Regions from separate parts of the Zea mays genome. Here region 1 is linked to region 2. The links are chromatin contacts, called in public Hi-C maps. All regions are on one chromosome and are shown on one strand. Each heading gives the region's core, a stretch centred on a gene start, on an enhancer-like site or on the middle of the called end of the contact. The rest is flanking DNA. Distances are from core to core; before and after follow the strand shown. Region 1 holds the start of LOC100282958. Region 2 holds the start of LOC100501338.

What was found. A called contact is a pair of places that touch in the nucleus more often than the background predicts.
Region 1: a contact with region 2 is called in a Hi-C map of tassel, with 2.0 times the contacts expected there. The contact joins the promoter of LOC100282958 here to the promoter of LOC100501338 in region 2. A contact is called at or near these places in 2 of 25 Hi-C or Micro-C datasets (endosperm and tassel).

The regions. Positions count from the first base shown.
Region 1 is chr6:73,281,855-73,288,861 of Zm-B73-REFERENCE-NAM-5.0, forward strand. It overlaps LOC100282958, which reads left to right and starts at 4,320. Exons shown (of 5, transcript NM_001155863.2): 1 at 4,320-4,521; 2 at 4,613-4,813. The coding sequence starts at 4,378. LOC100273436 (putative cytochrome P450 superfamily protein) reads right to left here and starts at 4,045. Exons shown (of 6, transcript NM_001147873.1): 1 at 3,664-4,045; 2 at 3,112-3,327; 3 at 2,547-2,828; 4 at 1,010-1,348; 5 at 32-232. The coding sequence starts at 4,008.
Region 2 is chr6:73,116,888-73,124,255 of Zm-B73-REFERENCE-NAM-5.0, forward strand. It overlaps LOC100501338, which reads left to right and starts at 4,097. Exons shown (of 11, transcript NM_001362598.1): 1 at 4,097-4,198; 2 at 5,714-5,786; 3 at 6,147-6,267; 4 at 6,694-7,005; 5 at 7,144-7,248. The coding sequence starts at 5,734.

The DNA.
Region 1 (7,007 bases), core at 3,070-5,569, 170 kb after region 2:
ATGTGAGAGATGACTAGTGAGTTATACTTACATTGAAGGACACAAACTTGTAAGGACTCTCTTGCTGGAAGACTCCATTTGCAATCCATCTTTCTGGCCTGAAATCTTCAGCATCTTCACCCCAGAGGTATGTCATCCTCCCCATTGCATAAATCATGTAGTTGATGCCATCTCCTTTTATCACTTTATAGCCATTAGGTAGTACATCATCGTCTTCTGCCATCTTACCATCCTGTAAAAGTGCCACAGAAAATTTCACGAATGAAATGCCAAATGTGGAAAATGCAAGTCTATGCAAATAACAGGAACATGGTGTTACTGTTACATAGAGATTTATTATATTATTTCCTGCATAATGGCATACATTATAATTGACTAATTTGCTTAAACTTCTTGAAAACATATTCCTGTAATTTTCCTCCGATGCCAATTTAGCCTTGAATAGGAGTGAATAGAAAACCACTATCTATATGCCTGAACCTTGATTTGTGGCTTCCATTGGATTTTAAGTCTAGCCTGCCCCAACTTGCTTGGGACTAAAAGATCTTGTTGTTGTTGTTGTTGTCCTTTGTTACTAATTTGTCCCTTTTTTGTTGATAAAATCATTTCAAAGGAAAATTCAACTTGACAACTGCTAGTAGCAACTTAAGGCTTTTTACAGTATCTAACTTCTATTAATTTTACATGGAAATAGACCATCCCATTTCCTTTCTCTGGTATTTTTAACAAATTCTTGCAGATTTCTGAAGACTAATTTCATGTATGTGTAATAGTTAGTGTATTTTCACCCCAAACCATATAACTAAGATCATTTTCAGTTAGCTAGTTAGGTTCATACTGGTAACAAAGGACTTCAATATTTCATTATGACAGGTATGTTAAGAAAGCATTGTAGATTATTGTAGTCATGTCATGTTTGATATCCCAATTAGGCTAAACCATGATCGACTTTGTTTACATGGACCCTAGACCCTAGTCAAGGAATAGCCTAAAGAGGATTTATTTGTACCACTGGAACAGCTGGATACAGCCGTAGTGTCTCAGAGATCGCAGCGTGGAGGTAGTGCATTTTGTCAATTGCTCTGTCATTCAATCTTGCAGTGAAGTCTTCTCTGTTGTTATCTTCCTCCGCCCACTCAACGGACTCCTTAATTTCGAGGGCAACTTTATCCTGCACTATAGGATTCTTACAAAGCATGTATAAGAACCAGGAGAGTGTGTTCCCAGTTGTGTCTTTCCCAGCAATCAGAAAATTGAGGACTATGTCACGCAGGTAACAATCATTGATCATTTCAGGGTCCTCTTTGCTTGCTATTATGAATCTTGATAGTATGTCCTCTCTGGCTTTCTGCACGCATCATAAAGGTGAAGATAGAGTTCACTTAAGAGACGACGTTGCAGAAGTAAAGCTGTGCAGTATATTTACTCTGGATACTAACAGTAGATTCAAAAGCTGCTTAAACTTTCTGGAGTCTACACGCTCCACAAGGCATGAAAGCTGATAAACATAACACCACCCTTCAGAGCTCAGATATGATTTAGGGCTAGTTTAGGAACCTCAATTTTTCAAGGGATTTCTATTTTCCCATGGAAAAATAAACTAATTTCCCTGGGGAAAATAGAAATCTCTTGGGAAATTGGGGTTCCCAAACTAGCCCTTAGATGTAAATTTAGGTGGTTTGTATATGATGCATGACATATTGATCCTTCAACAGATCTAAAATTGTCCGCCTTGTTTGGATGTGTTGGCACCTTTTTCGGGCGCCAAACACTCAACAAGAACCGGCGGCGGTGCTCTCTGCACAGGCGTGGACGGTCCGCGGCCAGAGGCCAGATGGTCCGCGACCTGGCGCAGGGCTAGGGTTCCCTACCTGACGGCCGGACGGTCCGCGCCCTAGGGCTGGACGGTCCGCGCGTGCGCAGGGGCGGCGAAAGATCGCCGGCGGCGCCTAGATCTTGCTCCCGGGAGGGACCCGTCGGGGAGGAGAGATCCTAGGGGTTGTCTAAGCTCGGCAGGCCGACTTAGACTCCTCTAATCGATGTAGAGTCGAAGAGAAGCGGAGAATTTGGGGATTGGAATACTAAACTAGGGCTAAACTAGAACTAGACTAGAACTACTAATGCATAAGGTAAAAACGAGTAATAGACTTGATTTGATCAATTGTTGGGGGTTCAATCGGCCGTAGCCCTTCATCTATATAAAGGGGAGGTCTGGATCCGCTTCGAACTGATTTCCGAGTCAATCCCACGGTTTTAGGTAACAAATCCCGTGAGAAACTAGGAACCCTAACTGACTCTGCGCACGCGCGGACCGTCCGCGCCACCACCGCGGACAGTCCGGACCGCGGACCGTCCGGCCTCAGGGCTAGACCGTCCGCGTGGCCCTTTTTGGCTTCCAACAGGATGCAAATATCTCATGGCTAGGCACAAAGATCTCTTATTTTAGTGCCAGATCGAGTTTTCTGCATCAGGTTGTTACCAAAAAGCATATACCAACACAGAAGGTGGACAAGCTTATATTGAGGCTAGAGTTTTGCAGCCCTTACATTATCTTGCCCGTTCATTTGCTCTCTCTTTTGGTGTATCAAATTCATCACAAAGTCATCAATGATCTGAATGTTCTTTCTGAGCTTCGCTTCTGATCCAATATTGAAATAACGTTTCAGCTGCCAGAACAGATCGACATAGCGGTGGTAGACAATACAGTTTGCCTCATCAAAGGCGTTGCTGAACTGAACACTGGATTTATCTGATCCAGATAGCGTGTTCAGCTCGAAACCAAATCCCACTTTAAAGATTGAATCCATAGTTGTTTTCATCAAAAGATCCTGAAAAAGGATGCATTAATATGATCCAATTTTTCTATCAAATACAAATATTATGTATTTTCTCGGTTCCAAATCATAAGACGTTTTAGCTTTTTTTAGATACATTGATTTTATTACGTATCTAGACATAGTGTATATCTATGTGCTTAATCTATGTATTTAAAAAAGCCAAAATGTCTTATAATTTAGAACGGAGGGAGTAGCACTTAACTAATATTTACCAATATGACCGTATTTACGAAGTAATGATATATATGCACTTTCATGTTAGTGATGTAGGTACCTGCATGTTTAGAATAGTTCTGTTAGCTGCTGCAGATGATATCTTATCTACCAGTCTTGTAGCATTTGCTCTGAAGACAACGCTGCTGAATTCACGTAGCACTTTGGTTGAGAATTCATGGCTTGCCAGCTTCCTCTGGTGCCTCCAGCTATCCCCATCTATTGCAAAAATTCCATCCCCGAAGAGATCCTTCATTACTCCAATATTGTAGGCTCCCTGTGTATCATTCTCAAATGAGTTCAAAATCATGTCCATAAGCTCATATTGTTGTAGCCTGCCATTTCAGTTGGTTGCATGGTTAAGTACTTAAATGATCTGGCAGAAAAGATGAAAAGGTTGAAGTCACACTTAAAAAAGTAATTTCAAGGGTGATGGTATTCTTGCTGAATCAAGTGTAGTGTTGTTTCAAGTTAATTGCAGATTACTGAAGTTCTGACACCATTTGATGCAGGATTTAGGCATCTGGCACATAATAAATTGAGCTACGTGCTGATATGAGACTGGTGGACATGGAAGGGGGGATAAAAGAGTTTGACGGGTTCGGGAAACCACCTTGCTGTATTTGCTGAAGTTGGTCCTGAGGACATGCTCAACGACAGCGGGGTCGGCTGTGAAGAGCTCGCTGTGTCCAGGGTAGACCAGCCGGCTGGTGCGATGCGCCAGCGCGTACCTGACATGCTCGTCGAACAGCCTGTCGAAGTTCTTGAGCTGCCGGAGCATCGTCCCCGTGAGCGGCGGCCGGCCCGGGTCTCTCCGGGCGAACTCTCCGGCGCAGAAGACAGCGAATGACGCGACGGCGCCCAGGACGTAGAGGGTGAGCACCAGCAGCGCTGCGGCAAGAGCTGACAGCAGGCACAGTCCTGCCGGCGCGGCGAGGGAGGGTAGCTGGGAAGCCATTGGAGAGCTGGAGCTGCTGCGGTGCAGAAGGTTGCCGCGCTGACTCAGAGCAAGATGGCAGCCAGTGAGGCAGTGACGTGTTTTTCTATCGACAGTAATACGTTATGTTTGGGCTCACATGTGCAGTGAGTGACGTTATGACATCCAGTCCACTACGGCACTACCCGCCGGCACAGAGGGCCTCGCACAGTCGCACTCTTTATTATAGCCACGGCCGGCCGGTGGACGACAGCACCACACCACCTCCAACTACCCGAGACCATCGACGAGCATCTTCCTGCATCTGCAATGGCTGCCGCTACCGTGTCCGTCCCCCGCATCAAGCTGGGCTCCCAGGGGCTAGAGGTCTCCGCGCAGGGCCTCGGCTGCATGGGCATGTCCGCCTTCTACGGTCCGCCCAAACCCGAGCCTGACATGATCAAGCTCATCCACCACGCCGTCGCCGCCGGGGTCACCCTCCTTGACACCTCCGACATGTACGGCCCGCACACCAACGAGATCCTGCTAGGCAAGGTCGGTCCGCTCGAATTAGATCTCTGTTTCCTGTGGCCCTTTTCAAGTTTGCACTGAAGATGTTCGATGTAATGCTTCTGAATTCGTGAAGGCGCTTCAAGGCGGTGTAAAGGAGAAGGTCGAGCTGGCCACCAAGTTTGCCGTCTCCTTCGCCGACGGCAAGCGCGAGATCCGCGGTGACCCGGCGTATGTACGGGCAGCCTGCGAGGCCAGCCTCAAGCGGCTCGGCATCGACTGCATCGACCTCTACTACCAGCACCGCATCGACAAGAAGGTGCCCATCGAGGTCACGGTGAGCGCGGTGTACCTTCTCCATTTGATTCCTTTGTTTGGTAGATGTGGCTGTCACCTGCGCGTGGTCGATGTGAACATACAAGTGGAAGCTGGAAATGCCGGCCGGGGTATTCTTGCACGTCAGTGAGTGATGGTGGTTGGTGGAGACAGGTTTGTTGGAGGTTGGTGTCTACAACATACGAGTGGTCTGTGGTTATAATAATAACATACGGGCCCTTGCGTAAATAATTGGCAAAGATGTCATGCTGGCATATAATGCAAGATTTCACTTCTATAATCTCAATCGCCATCCTGAATTTAACCTAGAAACAAAAGAAACCTCCCACCCTGTTTGGCAGAGCTCAAACCCCTAGAACTGGTGGTGATAATAAAACTAATGTGATGCAGACACCCGTCCTTGCAGTAACTTCTTGGACTTTTTTTATGTACCGTTGCATATACCAGCAACTGTATCTAGTGGCAGATCCAGGATTATATCTAAGAAAATGTAGACAAAACTAATAATCTAATTAATGTTTAATACGACACAAGTAACAAGATACAATTCAAATATCTAAGAAATATGTAGATTAAATACTCAATATATATCGCTCATATGAGTTGCGTTAGAAATATCTTTCTTTTGTTTCTTGATAAAAAATCTAACTATCCTATCCCTACAAACATAAAAATAATTTTATCAATTATTCTAGCAAATAATTGACCAAACCAAACTAACTAAAGTCTAAAAATCTAATGTGCTGGTGAACAACAATCTATGTTTAGCAAGTGAACAAATGAAGAATTATATGAGTCACAAAGTAAAGTCTAGACTCTAGACAGCTGACCATGAGAGAAAAAGAAAAGGGCCAGGCGCAGAGCCAATTCCCCTGTCACCTTGCCAGGCTTCAGTAACACGTCTCTTGCAGCATGCCAGCATGCACTGCAGCAACCTGCAGCCTGCACTGCAGGGCAGCGCGCTTGCCTGGCAGCTGGCGCCTAGCGCCCTGCCTGTGCGGGTGAGAACCTGGCTGCTACCTCCTGCCGTGCGTGGTGTTGTGTTTCCGACTACACCGTGACCGGGGCTGCAGCCCAGGCAGCCCCGGGTTCAGATCTGCCCCTGACTCTATCAATCATATCAGATATTGTATCCATCCACGCGTTGACAAATTATCGTTTCTTTTTGGCCTATTTATATTACTGCCAGTTCGCATATGATGTCATGTTTATAATTTCCCTTTCTCTTACAATCCATAATGCACCTTGTAAGCCATGTGTTGAAGTATATAAGTGGATTGCCTATCTTCTCCTTGTAAGTGAAGTAGAATGCAGGAATTGTGTCTTGTATTGATATAGTAGAGGTGCTGTTACATATATAGGGGAAGGCCAGAGGCAAAAGGAAACCTCCTAAACAAGGAAACAATAGGACCCTAATTGATCCTTACCATCCTGGACTCTTCCCCAAATCTCTCTCTATCCTAACCTGCTATACAAGGCTGACCGGCTGCTTATGGAAGCCAGGCATCACGCCTATATACAAGGCAATGAATATTGCTGTCTAACATCCCCCCGCAGTCGATACGTTTGTTGAGCGAACGTTGAGGCTGGACCGAAAATCAGTGAACACCGAAGACGACAGACCTTTAGTGAAGACGTCAGCAAACTGTGAAGTCGTCGGTACATGTAGGACACAAACATTGCCAAGGGCAACATGTTCCCGAACGAAATGAATGTCGATCTCCACATGTTTGGTGCGCTGGTGCTGAACGGGGTTGGAGGACATGTAGACAAAACTGATGTTGTCACAGTATACCAAGGTCTTCTTCGGCATAGGAGCATGCAATTCAGTCAACAGCTGTCGAAGCCAAGTGGCCTCAGCAACGGCATTAGCAATAGCACGGTATTCGGCTTCAGCACTGAAGCGAGAAACCGTATTCTGGCGCTTGGAAGACCAGTAGATCAGGTTGTCGCCGAAGAAGACAACATAGCCAGAGGTGGATCTGCGGGTGTCCGAACAGCCCGCCCAATTGGCATCAGAGTGAACAACCAACTCAGTTTGAGAAGTTGGTCGAAGAAACAGCCCCAGATGCAAAGTGCCTCTGATGTATTGTAGGATGCGCTTGAGGGCAGCCAAGTGTGGTTCTCGTGGATCATGCATGTGGAGACAAACCTGCTGAACAACATAAGCAATGTCTGGACGGGTGAATGTAAGG
Region 2 (7,368 bases), core at 2,847-5,346:
GAAGAAACCAATCACATTTATTCTTAGACTTTTGTAGAAAGTCTTTCAATTGGTTTAAATCTAAGTAACCTATGCACTTCTATCATAATTGAAAACTAGTTACATTTTTACACTTTATATCTGCTTTGGTTTGTGTTGGCATCAATCACCAAAAGGGGGAGATTGAAAGGGAAATCGACTTAAAACATTTCCTATAATCGATTTTGGTGTTTGATGTCCATCACAAACCACGTGGACTAACTAGTTTGCTTGGATGCCATTTATCTTAGGTGCATAAGGTTCAACATAAACTAAGAGAGAAATTAAGTTGGGGACTTAAAACAAGTTTGGAGCAATGACTAATATTGGTGCTGCCAGTGGCGCACTGGACACTGTCCGGTGCCCAGGTCAAAGCACCAATGAACTGGCGACTCTCGGGTCTTCTGAGAGGTGCTCCGCTATAATTCACCGGACTGTCCGGTGTGCACCGGACAATGTCTGGTGAGCCAACGGAGAAACAGTCACCTGCACAACGGTCGACTGCAAAAGTGAACAGTGCGCGGTCAGGTCAAAAGTCAGAGCAGCGATGCCAGGACGCATCGGACATGTCCGGTGCAGCTACAAGACAAAGGACTTCAACGGTCAACCGCTCCAAACCCTAACGTGGCACGCACCGGACACTGAACAGTGCCATGTCCGGTGCACCACCGGACTGTCCGGTGCGCCATCGACAACAACGACTAGAATAGTGGTTGGGGCTATAAATACCCCAACCACCTCCATTCAAGCCATCCAAGTTTTCTGAACTCAACATTCAATACAAGAGTAAAAGACTACACCCCAAGACACAATCAATAGATCAAATCCCCTCCAAGCCTCCAAATCAACTCAATTGCTTAGTGACTTGAGAGAGGGTGTTTTGTGTTCTTTTGTTGCTCTTGTTGCTTGGATTGCTTTCTCCTTCTCATTCTTATTTCTCTAAGTGCTTTGTAAAGCTAGCAAGAGACACCTAAGTTTGTGGTGATCCTTGCGGGGTCTTAGTGACCCAAGTGATTAAGGAGAAGCCTCGACCAGTCTGTGTAATCGATTGAGAGAGGGAAAGGGTTGGAATAGACCCGGCCTTTGTGGCCTCCTCAACGGGGACTAGGTTCTTTGGAACCAAACCTCGGTAAACAAATCACCGTGTTCACTTGTTGATCTTCACTTGATTTATTTCCCCTCTTTCCTCTCTCTAAAAGTTCCCTTGCTCATATTGATTTGAGTTTGCTCCCAAAGGTTATCCGCGTTGATTGAGCAACTCATAGCAAGGAGAACTATCTTCCGTATTTCGATTTAATTCTAACGCTAACCCCAGCCTTAGTGCGTGTTCAAAGTTTATAATTTTTAGGTTTCGCCTATTCACCTCCCTCTAGGCGACTTTCAAAAAGCTTCTGCAATGTTGAATTTCAGGCACACGATCAAGAGGGTTACTGCACTTGAAGGGATAATGGACACAAGGTATCAAAAGTTACCTTTTTACCAACTTACTTCTCCATCTTACTTGGATATTCTCTAATTGATCTCTTTGGTCCTTTTCTGTTCTCTAAAAATACTCTCAAATGTAACCGACTCTGACATGTATGCACAAGTTTTCCTTGCAGTGGCACCTATACACGTGCCAGCTCTACTGATGTGTGTTTCAGGAAATTAATTTCAGCATGTCCAAGTGAATTCTACTCCTATTCCAATCATCCTATGATTAAGTAATCATAATCACCAACATTATAGTTATAGAAACTGATAGTTCAAGTATAATACTCAAAACTCGCCTGATTTGATCTTATGGTCTGCAGCTCTAGCGAGCCCGCGCCTCCATCTTCAGACAAAGACTCATATATTTCCAAACACCAATCTATTAAGGATAATACCTCCGAATCTATAATAACTAGTGAGTCTTCAGCATCGTGATACAATGATGAAGCTGGGCGCAAGAATTTGGCTGACTCAAACTCTCCATCCACAAATCCTCGGGAAGATCGAAGATCCAATCTTCAAAGAAAAAGGGAAAATCATTGCATGCCCATATGTTAAAAATAGAATGGCAGTTTGTCAGTGATGAGACAATAGACAAATTCTATAGACATCCTAGTAGCCTTCATCAAAAGTGCATCATTGAAGTCGAATTGGCATCGGAAATGGACATGTCAACCCTTAACTCTATCCCTAGATTGCAGTCTGAGCAAAAATACGTGAGGAATCAACAACAAGTAGTTTTACATTCAAGCTGAATCAGTTTGATCAGATATACATCACCCAACTTATCTAGCGCACAAACTCCCCTTATCTAAACTTCTAGAGATAATCTAGGTGTTGTTGCTAACAAGCAACACAGTAGCATGCTCGTACTTGCACACCCACTCCGAGTCCATGCAGCCCTCGGGGCTTCAACCTCTCCAGCGTCGAGATCTACTCGTTGTAGTCTTCGCGCAACCCCACCCCGCGCGGATCCAGCCTCAATCACGCTGACTTCTTCAACATCGTCGGTGCCTGCAGAGGAGTTGCGGGTGATGAGAAGGGCGCCGCTGGACACACGTCCCAACCGCAGGCACATGCTCGTCTAGAGCTCTAGTGAGACCCGCGCCTCCATCTTCTTTCTATGCGAGGTAGGGTGGGGGTGGGAGGGGGCGAGATATGGAAATAGAAATCACTCACTCCTCGGACGGGCTATTCCATGTGGGGAAACGGAGTGGCAACAATTAAAGCGTGGAGGGTGGCGGCAGACGGGGCGAGCCGCTCGGTCATGGTGGTTTGTTAGGCGTGGAGGGTGACGGTGAATGCGGTTTTATAGCGTACAGAGAAGCCAGGGCGAATGGATGGATATGTGTTTCATTGTGATGACTGCAGATAGCGAGAGACAACGTGGTTGGGTCGTGGGAAGGGAGAGGACGGTAGGTTGAGAGAAGCAAAATACAAGAGGTTTTACATAAAAATATGACGAAAGACAACCGTCGAAACTGATGTTTTAATATAGTAAGGAAATTAGTTTCTACACACTTAGGTGATTTTTAAATTTAAGCTAGCGTTATTGAAAAGAGAAAAACATCTTTTTTTTTTGGACGGAGGAGCAGGGGCCGCAAAGCGTGCCACGCTGAAAAGTACTCCGAAGAACGCGGACACTAGCTAGTGTTGTACTACTTGCCGTAGTGCACACGGGATGGCCCTTGGCCGCCGCCGTGCAGTGCAACGGCACGGAACGCTCTGCAGTTTACGCGGCGCGCTGACGTGGCCTACGGTCCTCGCCCCCGAAATCGGGGACGCGCACGGACCCCGTCAGGCCGTCACTCGCTCGACTCGACCCAATCGAACCGGCCAATCCGAGGTGCGAACGCTCACCGCGAGCGACCCCGCGCCGCCTATCGCCGGGGGCGGCTCAGACTGTCCGCAGCGCATGACTCTACCCCTCCCCTTGCGCGTGGATGGCGGCTACAGGTAACCGCTACCAGCTGCAGCGCCCTCCCCTAAATGGCCCTCTAGTCGGCGGCCCTCTTCTCTCTCTCCCTCAATTTAGGGCCTGATTGGTTGCCCGCATATAGGCCAACCAGGCTCACGGTATGCGGTCGTAGTGTATTTGGTTGTAGGTTGCATCCACGTAACCAGGCGCGTGCTACTTTGCCGCTTGTTTGGTTTGCCGCATATGCATCAGCGCCTGTGTCTCGCGATGCAAAAAAGGAGCTCGGGCCAGGCTCTGGAGATGCGACCAAAATCTGCGCATCTGTGGAGCCAGGCTCACGCGATGCACAGCCAGGCTGCCGCGGACCTGGCTCGCTCGGCCATGCTGCCTAGATACGGCAACCAATCAGGCCCTTAGCGTTTCACTGTTCACTCCCTACAACACTGTACTGTGGGTCCACGAGTAATTGTTAGTAGATAAAAAATTGATAGTTGGTATAGAAAATGATATTTTATAGTGGTAGTGGGGTATAGGGGGAGTATTTAGGGGGAACCGCTGCGGGAGATTAAAAAATAGGGAGGAAAATAGAGGGAAAAAGTGATATAGGAGGAAAAATTTAGGGGTAACGGTTGCGGATAGTCTCACGGCTACCGGCTGCTGCCACCCGCGCCCGTCTCTCTTCCACCTCGTTCGCCTGGCTATAAATACCCGCATCCCGTTGCTCTCGCGGCCCCTCCATCCCTCCCGACGGCATCCCCTTCCCCTGCCACTCGCCTCCGCTCCGCGCAGGTAACGACGAGGCTCATCGCTCACTCGCCCGTGAATTCCTGATTAGAACCTTCGTTTCAGCACCGCTCGCTCGCTGGCTCGCCCGTGTACCGAACCCGTGATCTCACGCCGTCCTTTTTGGCATGCCGTTGGGTTTGTTCAGTACTTCAATTTGGGCGGGTGGCTTGCGCTGAGATGCCGGCGGGATTCTGTGGGTGATTTAGGCGACAGCGACCTGCGTTGATGCGTTGAGTAGTGTCGAGCTCGAGGCCACCGTATCGGATGGATTCGTCCGCCCTCGAGAGTTTCAGTGCCTCTGCGATGATTTCTGCGCGGATCGTCTCATACCGTGGGGCGTGGTCCCGGCGAAGGGGCGGCAGGCTGCTTTGTTGGGAAACACCAGCTAACCAAGCCTGTTCCCGTTGGGTCTGGGTTAGACTTGGTAGGGAGATCCCATCCCCACCCCCTGTTGCGAGACATTGCTCCAGACTTTAGTTTGAGCGAGATATTTGCCTGTTGTCCCAGAGCTGAAACCCGATGTGAAATTTGTTTCGCCTGTGTCCTTAATTTCACCTTCAGCCGAAGGCTACGTTTGTTTTGGTAGGATGCTGTTTACTGTTGCGAGAGATCCCTGACTGTCACTCCCAAGTGCCAATTTGATTGAATTTGAGGTAGGGTGTCTCCGGATGGGGTCTATGGTTATGTGGGTGCTATAGCTTGAACCCAGTTAGATCTGGCCTGAACTTCAGCTTGAACCATCAAGGTTGTATGTTTTTCATCAGTAGTTCTAGCCTTCACTGTTACACAAATTGCTTTTGGTGGTTTCCAGATTATAGGTTTTAATATGGTTGCACGATACCTTTATGCTGACTCATCTACTGTCAGCTGCATGTGCATCACAAGTTGATGCAAAGAAAAAAAATCAAGGGTAATCGATCACATGATTGGTTGAGAAGTTGTCATTCAGTAAGACAAAATGGACTTTGATAATTTGTTGCCATCTTTTGCACTAAGAGATTGTGACAAACAAATCAAGTTGCGGTTGCCAAAGTTTATTTGCGGTTCTCTGTAATTGCTTCTCTATTCAAGAGGACAAGATAACAAGGCTGTGGCTGTGCTTTGTTTTGGTCAGTAATGATATCTAAGTGCTCTATTGCTATAGATACAGATGGTGCTTTTGGTCTTGGTCATTGTCATGTGGAGTAGCGTGCACAGATGTGATTCTCTCAAGATTGCTTGTGCTCATATTGTCGTGGGACTATTGGTAGCTTTTGTGTTGGACGTTTCTCATCTTAGGGTATATGTAGGTTCCTTGTGTTACCTTACTATGTCTGTTGTTTTCTCCCATGTGACGGTACTGAGTTTTACAGCTGACTTTACGCTAAACTGAAAACATATGTCCATAGAGAGAACCTTGCTCGTTGACATTTTTATTCCTTTTTTATGTCACTCACATCTCAGCAACTATCATTAATATCTTTTTTCTTTGTCTGTTTGTGCTGCTAAGTGCTAACACAGTGCTACTTTCATTGGCAGATTAGTATTTTAAACTCAAGATGGTTAACTTCGGGAAGAAATTGATGGCTGATCAAATTCCAGAATGGAAAGGGTACTGTTTATATCTGTATAGGTTTCTGTTTATACTTTACAGTGAACCAATCTATATTACTACAAAGTTATGGGTTCTCTGAATAACATCTACTTCCAATTCATTCAGTGGCTTTCTTTTTCTTTTCGAATTTAAATCATTTGCGTGCATTTACTGAACAAATTGATAATCTGGTTATGAAGCATTGACATTATTCAATCTTTGATTGTTTTGTAATAGCATTCATGGCTATGCTGCCTTGTAGTTTTGACACATCGCATTTCTGTGGTCTCTGTTTACTATACTCCTTAGTGTAAAAGATTCCATACTTGCATCCTTAGTTACCAAGCTTGACTGTTGTCTCTATGTCAATGTTTTCAGATATTATATCAATTACAAGTTGATGAAGAAGAAAGTTAAACAGTATGGCCAGCAGCTCCAGCAGGGCGAGAAAGATCGTCGCCGGGTTCTGAAGGATTTCTCGAAGATGCTTGATGATCAGGTAATGATATTAAATAAAAATCTGTGCAAAGTCATCAGTTCAAACTCCCTGATCTGCTTTAACTTGCAGAATTTAGCTTCTCTCTGGATATTTAACTTGCTGATTGTAGCATCAACTTGGTGAGCATGCATTATCCATATCTGACCTCTGTATGCACTTGCATGTTCAGCAAGACGGTGCTATTTATGTAAATGACGTTCATAAATACGATGCTACATAAATACTATAAGAAGAGTTGACAATTTCTTCAGAAATTTAATTTGTGTACTTTTAAAGTTCCAGCTTTGGTACATAATTCATGTACTTTTTCTGAACTAATTTGTAGTTCAGCTGGTATTCTTCTTGGTTTGATATTGGTGTGAGTAATTATATCCAACTGTTCCTACTGGGGTCAGTGTATTAATCTCTTATTCTCCGTTTACTCAGATAGAGAAGATTGTGCTGTTTCTGTTGGAACAGCAAGGAATGTTGGCAAGCAGGATTGAGGAGTTAGGAAAGCAAAGGGCAATACTACAAGACCAGCCAGATATATCTGGTATTGCTGAGTTACGAGAAGCTTATAGGGAAGTTGGTATTGACCTCATCAAACTCCTTAAATTCGTTGATCTTAATGCAACTGGCATTCGGAAAATTTTGAAGAAGTTTGACAAGCGTTTCGGCTATAGATTTACTGATTACTATGTGACAAGTAGATCAAATCACCCGTACTCTCAGCTGCAACAGGTCTTTAAGCATGTGGTAATGCACTAACTCCAGATTTAGTATCATTGAAATCTGTTGTACGTTTATTTGTACTTGATATGTTCTCTTGCTATGTCTTTGCCTTTACAATCCATGGAAACTCGGCAGTATACCTTACCTGTTCTATGCAACCAGGGTGTAGGAGCTGTTGTAGGAGCTTTGTCACGTAACCTTGCTGAACTTCAAGAACGTCAAGGAAGCTACTTATCTATTTATGATCAGCCATCTTCTGCTCTTAAGGTTTGTTTCTCTTGTAAACTACTAATGCGATATCATTTTAAGAACATTTTCCTGCTCATTCAGTAGAGTAGGTGCTATTCTCAAGACTTTGCAGGCTTGCAGCTGATCATGTTTGGTTTT